2 separate regions of the Zea mays genome follow, and region 1 is linked to region 2. Evidence: chromatin contacts called from public Hi-C data. All regions are on one chromosome and are shown on one strand. The core of a region is the stretch at or near the end of the contact, and the rest is flanking DNA. Distances in the headings are between cores, read along the strand shown.

Region 1 (3,482 bases), core at 977-3,476, 280 kb before region 2:
TGCACTTACATTATGCAAACTAGTTCAATTATGCACTTCCATATTTGCTTTGGTTTGTGTTGGCATCAATCACCAAAAAGGGGGAGATTGAAACGGAATTAGGCTTACACCTATTTTCCTAATTGATTTTGGTGGTTGAATTGCCCAACACAAATAATTGGACTAACTAGTTTGCTCTAGTCTATAAGTTATACAGGTGCCAAAGGTTCACACTTAGCCAATAAAAGACCAAGAATTGGGTTCAACAAAGAAAGCAAGGGATAACCGAAGGCAGCCCTGGTCTGGCGCACCGGACTGTCCGGTGCACCACCGGACAGTGTCCGGTGCACCACCGGACAATGTCCGGTGCACCAGGGAACTCCAAACCAAACTCTTCACCTTCGGGAAAACTCAGAGGCGCTCCGCTATAATTCACCGGACTGTCCGGTGTACACCGGACAGTGTCTGGTGCTCCAGGAATGAAGCGACTCTGAACTCGCCAGCTTCGGGAATCCGCTCCGCTATAATTCACCGGACATGTCCGGTGCACACCGGACTGTCCGGTGAGCCAGCGGGGCAACAACTACTTCGCGCCAACGGTCACCTGCAGAAGCATTAAATGCGCGCCAGAGCGCGCAAAAGTCAGGCACGCGCGAAGTGGCGCACTGGACACTCTACAGGACATGTCTGGTGCGCCACCGGACATCCAGGCGGGCCCAGCTGTCAGAGCTCCAACGGTCGGAACCCAACGGCCTGGTGACGTGGCTGGCGCACCGGACTGTCCGGTGCACCATGCGACAGACAGCCTCCACCAAACAGCTAGTTTGGTGGTTGGGGTTATAAATACCCCCAACCACCCCACATTCAAGTCATCCAAGTTTTCAACCTTCCAATCACTTACAAGAGCTAGGCATTCAATACAAGACACACCCAAGTGATCAAATCCTCTCCCAATTCCACAAAAGCATTAGTGTTTAGTGAGAGTGATTTGTTGTGTTCTTTTGAGCTCTTGCGCTTGGATTGCTTTCTTCTTTCTCATTCTTTCTTGAGATCAATACTCACTTGTAACCAAGGCAAGAGACACAATTGTGTGGTGGTCCTTGCGGGGAAGTTCTGTTCCCGGTTGATTTGAGAAGAGAAAGCTCACTCGGTTCGAGGGACCGTTTGAGAGAGGGAAGGGGTTGAAAAAGACCCGGCCTTTGTGGCCTCCTCAACGGGGAGTAGGTTTGCGAGAACCGAACCTCGGTAAAACAAATCCGCGTGTCACACTCTTTATTTGCTTGCGATTTGTTTTGCAACTTCTCTCGCCGACTCGATTATATTTCTAACGCTAATCCGGCTTGTAGTTGTGATTAACTTTGTAAATTTCAATTTCGCCCTATTCATCCCCCTCTAGGCGACTTTCAATAAGCTTACTTATCATATTCTTTCTCTCCTTGCTACAGATGTCATGATTGTTCTTGCTTCAACTCTATCTTCTGAATCAACTTTTAGTCTTGTTGGCAGAGTGATTGAGGTGGAGATTTTGTCATGTATAAAGGATTGGAAATTAGCAGACTCACATATGCAGCACAATGTGGAGAAGGACACCAAAGAGATGGAAGTTATTCATGAAAGTATGATCCTTGAAGATGCAGCCTCTGTTTGAAAGTTTGTTTGGACTGTAACTTATTTGTTTTATGTACTATGGACTATAACGGACATTAATACTTTAATTTGGAGCCAATTGTATTCTTTTTTCTTTCTTTCTAGGATTTTCTCACGAGGTGTGAGTTTTTACCTAGAAAGGTTTTTAACGAGACAACATTGCACATTAGCTCCAAACCTAATTAAATATCTACTTTGCTGAAGTATTAATGTTATGCTTTGGAATCTGGACTTATAATTGCGAATGTGGACTTGTAGTTGTAATTGTAATATGGACTTATAGTTGTATGGTGATATGTATATGAATCTGATTATGTAATGTGAAGCTAGACTTGTATTAGATTTTGAATTGTGACTTACGTATGAATCTGGATTATGTATTGTAAATCTAGACTTGTTTCAGGCTATTAGACGGCTCGGCCTTATCTGACCTATCGTACTCACGGGCTCACGGCACGAAAAAGACTTGATTATACCGAACCTAAGTCGAAGAGACGACACGACGTGGCAGAGGCGCAGAGGCAGAGCACATCGGCTAAGCCCCGCCGCCCGCAGCCAATCACACTCCTACTACCACCAGATCCCGGATTGCAGAGGATCCCATTTCCCATTCCATCCTAGGGCTCGCGAGTCGCGTCCCCCAAAGTGAATACAGAAACCTCCAGCCCCAGGCCAATTCCTCGACCGCATCGCCACCCACCCCATCTCCATGGCTACCTCCGCCCTCGCTGCTCTGTCCGCCACCGCGGCCGCCGCCGGTAAGCGCATCCTCCTGTCGCGCCCCGCCTCCTCCTCCTCCCTCTCCTTCGCCTCCCGCCGCCTGGCCGCCGGGGCACCCCTCCGGGGGTTCCTTGGCGCGCCAATCCGGGCCGTGGCGTCGTCGGCGTCGGCGGCCCCCGCGGCGGCGGCCAAGACCATCGCGGTCGGGGACCGGCTCCCTGACGCGACGCTCTCCTACTTCGACACGTCCTCCCCCGACGGCGAGCTGAAGACGGTGACGGTCCGCGACCTCACCGCGGGGAAGAAGGTGGTGCTCTTCGCCGTGCCCGGCGCGTTCACGCCCACCTGCACCCAGAAGCACCTCCCGGGGTTCGTGGCCAAGGCCGGGGAGCTCCGCGCCAAGGGCGTCGACACCGTGGCCTGCGTCTCCGTCAACGACGCCTTCGTGATGCGCGCGTGGAAGGAGAGTCTGGGGATCGGGGACGAGGTGCTGCTCCTGTCGGACGGCAACGGCGAGCTGGCGCGCGCCATGGGCGTCGAGCTCGACCTCTCCGACAAGCCCGTGGGGCTCGGCGTCCGGTCCCGCCGCTACGCGCTGCTCGCGGAGGACGGCGTGGTCAAGGTGATCAACCTCGAGGAGGGCGGCGCGTTCACCAACAGCAGCGCCGAGGACATGCTCAACGCGCTCTGAACTCGCGACGCCATGGTTGGTTCGTCTCTTCCGGCAAGAGTTGGTTTCTTTTCCCTGAAAATAATCGTGACGGCAACGGTGGCTTGTGTTACTGCCGCCACTGTTGTGACCGGCGCTGTTACTAGTGCACTGCAGAGATGCAAGTTTCTTGCGAACATGGCTTTATAGGTCTAGCTTCATGCAATTGTTGACGCCCTCTGTTTCATGACTTGTCATGGTATGCAACTCTTGTCTGAGAATTGATCATCTGCATAGTACCACTACTATCACAGGCGTTCTCTATTATTATCAAAGGAGAGAAGGGGCCGCCCAGCCGCAAAATGGCTCCATTTTGACTGGAAGGTTGATGCTGTGATGCTCACCATGCCAAACAAATACTAGGCTCTTGATATTAGGCTGTGCACTGCAGCTGCGGCTAATTGCTATGGTTATCTAGTTTAATTGG
Region 2 (3,301 bases), core at 537-3,036:
GTGACAGCACCGGATGAAATGGAGTCGGAAGCCATAGCGAGGGTGGGTGGGAAAAAATGACCTAGGCTCTGATTACCAAGTTGAGATACAGAATGGCTCGCACTAATCAGGGCGGCCAGCACTCATTATATAGATTAGAATACACAAAAGGATTTACATAAAACTGTGAATAGTTATCCGGTGTTGAAGCTAACTGTACGTATCTATCCGGCTAACCATTCCTATCTTTCAGCTAACCATTCCTATCTTCCAGGTAGGTTACAGAGGTAACAGCTTTGTTAACACTCCACACACATAATAGCGGTGGGTCGATCGTCCGGAAGAAGACTAAAATCCACGCGCCCATGAAGAGTTTGCTGTTGTATATACAGCAGATCCCTGAGAAGAGCGGCAGCTGAGTATAGTATGAATATTTTATGATACATTATTCAGCCACCACTTGGTCGTTGACGTGTCTTGGGTAGGTCGGTTTGCCATGACATGACATGATAATTACCCAATGACCAAAGCAGAACGACAGAGAGAAGTACTAGCAATAAAGAAAAAGAGCTGAGGCAAAGATGCCGCGCACGCCTTTCCACTTTGCGTCCGGCCGGTCACACACCTGCTATCCGCCCCCGTGGCGTCGTCGTGGCGAGACGGCGAGAGAGTTCGGTGATGGTCGCGCGCGCGTGCCTGCTTTGTGGAGGAGGATAACCTCGTCGACCTGCCCGATCCAAAAACTAAAGCCGACCGGACCGGACCGGCCGGCTGAGTGAGGTTGATGATCGGTCCTGCGCAATATATATAAGTATATGCTTTGCTTATCTCGGTGGAGAAGCAGATTCAGCCGGCGCCGACGCCGACGCACACGGGCCACGGGGTGTGATCAGCGGAGGTCGGTCGAGATCCCTCCTCCACCTTTTTCCGCATGCTCTCAGTGCGTGATAAACGCGACCGGTTTTAGGTATGTCGTCCCGGGGGGTTGCTTTCGATGGGCCATCTACTACATCGACATCCAGGCGCATACTACATGGCATCGATCATCGCTAGCTTTAATGGTGTGTTTGATCGAGGATCGGTGAGGAATGGAACGGCTTTATTCTTACTTTTTTATGTTCGGCGAAACGGCTATATTGGGGTCTATATGTGACAAATATTTAGGATGCTCTCGCTACACCAAAACGATAAGAATGCGAGCGCTCTCTTTTCTCTCCTCCACTCCACACTCATACGGCTCTCCAACCAAACAATAAACGGGAACGGTTCCGCTCTATTCTACTCTTCTACCAAACAAAAAATATAGCGGTTCCGTTCTACTTGCCAAACACATAATGAAATGACTCGATTCTTAGAAACTAAAATAGAGCCGTCCTATCCTAGTTGACTCTCCAACCAAACACACATACCATAAGTTTGCCTTTCCCGAGTCTACCTGGAGAAGATGATGATCTGGGATTCCACCGAGAAATAAAGCTAGCTAATATGAAAGCTACATCATCCGGCCGGTCTCTTTGTAAAAAGGCTCGATCGGCACTAGCGACGATCAGAGCGTGTGTGTGTGTTTTTCGGCTAGCTATGCACTAGTGATCTACATATATGCCTCCTTGTATGTACTATATATACATGCGATGATGTGACCGTGCATCATTTGCATGTCTGCGCCGCCAAATTAAGCATCCGCCAGGAATTAAGACACCAAACGACCACCATGCACGACAGCTTCCCTTGCAGTTGTCGCAGGCGCAGCTGCTTCGGGCTACCCTTGGCGACTGGACATGCATGCATGCGGGCCTCGTGTTATGAATATGGCCGTTGGACGCTGCTACGTGCCAGCACCTGCACGGCCCATTGCAGAGTTTTCGAACGGGCCCCAGGTTCAGAATTGAATGAATGATGCCAATTTTATTTAGGCCCGGCAGGTTCCCGATTCACGCTGGGCACCCGCAGGCTCGTGGGTTGGGCCAGAACACGTAATATGCCAACCTTTGCCTGATTTTTTTTCTTCTTCCGTCTCGGTCGTCATCTACTAGCCCCATTTTATTACATGACCTCTCCCTTGGACTAAAATATGTTTGGTTCACATTGAATGTCAATTACAAGTAATATGTATAGTCTAATTATAAAACTAATTAACGCCAAGAAAAAAATTAAGCATAATTAATCTATGACTAGCAAATGTTTAATGTAGCATAACATGAGAGAATCATAGACTAGTTAGGATTAATAGACTCGTCTCATCATTTAGTGCTTATCTTTGTAATTAGTTTTATAATTACACTACATCTAATACCTCTAACAGGTATCCAAACATCCGATGAGACGAGACTAAAATTTATCCCACGCGAACCAAATGAGCCCTTTCTTAGGGCATGTTTACAAAGGATATTAACGCATCGTGTCTTGACGTGTGTATAGAGGGGTAACATAAAAGAGCGAGGAAACCATGTCTTCATCAAGACACACCTCTCACTCGGTTTTCTAAGCCTAAGGCACAACTTTACCGGCACAATTAACCCAAATAAATAAGTCATGTCTTAGATAGTTTTATTGAATAAGGCATAAGGTTTACATACACTCCATTGTATTTATACATGTCTTAGTTGTGCCTTTTACTTAAAAAAACCACATCATGGTGTCAGGTTGTACAATCCCTTAGAGTGTGTTTGGTTCAGCTATCATCTACGATAAAGATGTTTGCCAGTTGTCTGCTGTGAAAAAGTTGTGACAGGAAAAAACTAAAAGTCATTTGGTTCAAATTGTTGTCATTTGTCCATGATAAATAAATTGTATATTGTTTATATGCACTTTGTTTAACTATATCTATTAATCAATATATCTAATTTAAAAAACGATTTCATATTTGTGTTTCTAATATTTATACAAATAAATTAAATTTACATCTTAATTTTTAATGTTTTATTAAAAATAATTTTGTTTTATTTTATTATAACACTTAATTATTATTTTAATCCTTTTTGGTTTCTATTTACTGTATCTGTTTATTAATATAATATATTTGGATAAGCAGCAAAAGTAGGATACGAGCTATTTTCAAATTTACTACTTTTACAAATAGTTGCTGAAATGCTGAATTCCTTTGGTTGTACTTATATTTTTTTTAAACTACCCTAGACTTATCGTACATGGTATAGTGCAAACTTAGATCTGCTCATGGACCGAGAGCACATTTTTTCAGGCAAATATATTTGGTGTCTAATATATTTTGTTTTATACTCAAGTATCCTCGCTCCAAGTCGTATAGAACATTTGTTGGAGGGTTGATCTAAAAGTTGCTATGTGTGTAGGGAGGCTAGAGCCA

Evidence for each region. Hi-C and Micro-C count contacts between places; a contact is called where the count stands out from the background.
Region 1: a Hi-C map of bundle sheath shows a contact between it and region 2, with 2.4 times the contacts expected there. The contact joins the promoter of LOC100282052 here to the enhancer-like site in region 2. A contact is called at or near these places in 2 of 25 Hi-C or Micro-C datasets (bundle sheath and tassel).

What each region holds. Positions count from the first base shown.
Region 1 is chr9:104,083,213-104,086,694 of Zm-B73-REFERENCE-NAM-5.0, reverse strand. LOC100282052 reads left to right here and starts at 2,226. Exons shown (of 1, transcript NM_001154965.2): 1 at 2,226-3,322. The coding sequence starts at 2,336. The coding sequence ends at 3,037.
Region 2 is chr9:103,798,701-103,802,001 of Zm-B73-REFERENCE-NAM-5.0, reverse strand. No RefSeq gene overlaps it. Among protein-coding and RNA genes, the nearest start is that of LOC103638765, 11 kb to the left of the region's middle. Within about 2 kb of position 1,786, at least 17 of the 20 cell types and tissues checked have an H3K27ac peak or open chromatin away from gene starts, as enhancers often do. A contact at or near this core is called in bundle sheath and tassel, where this site is marked.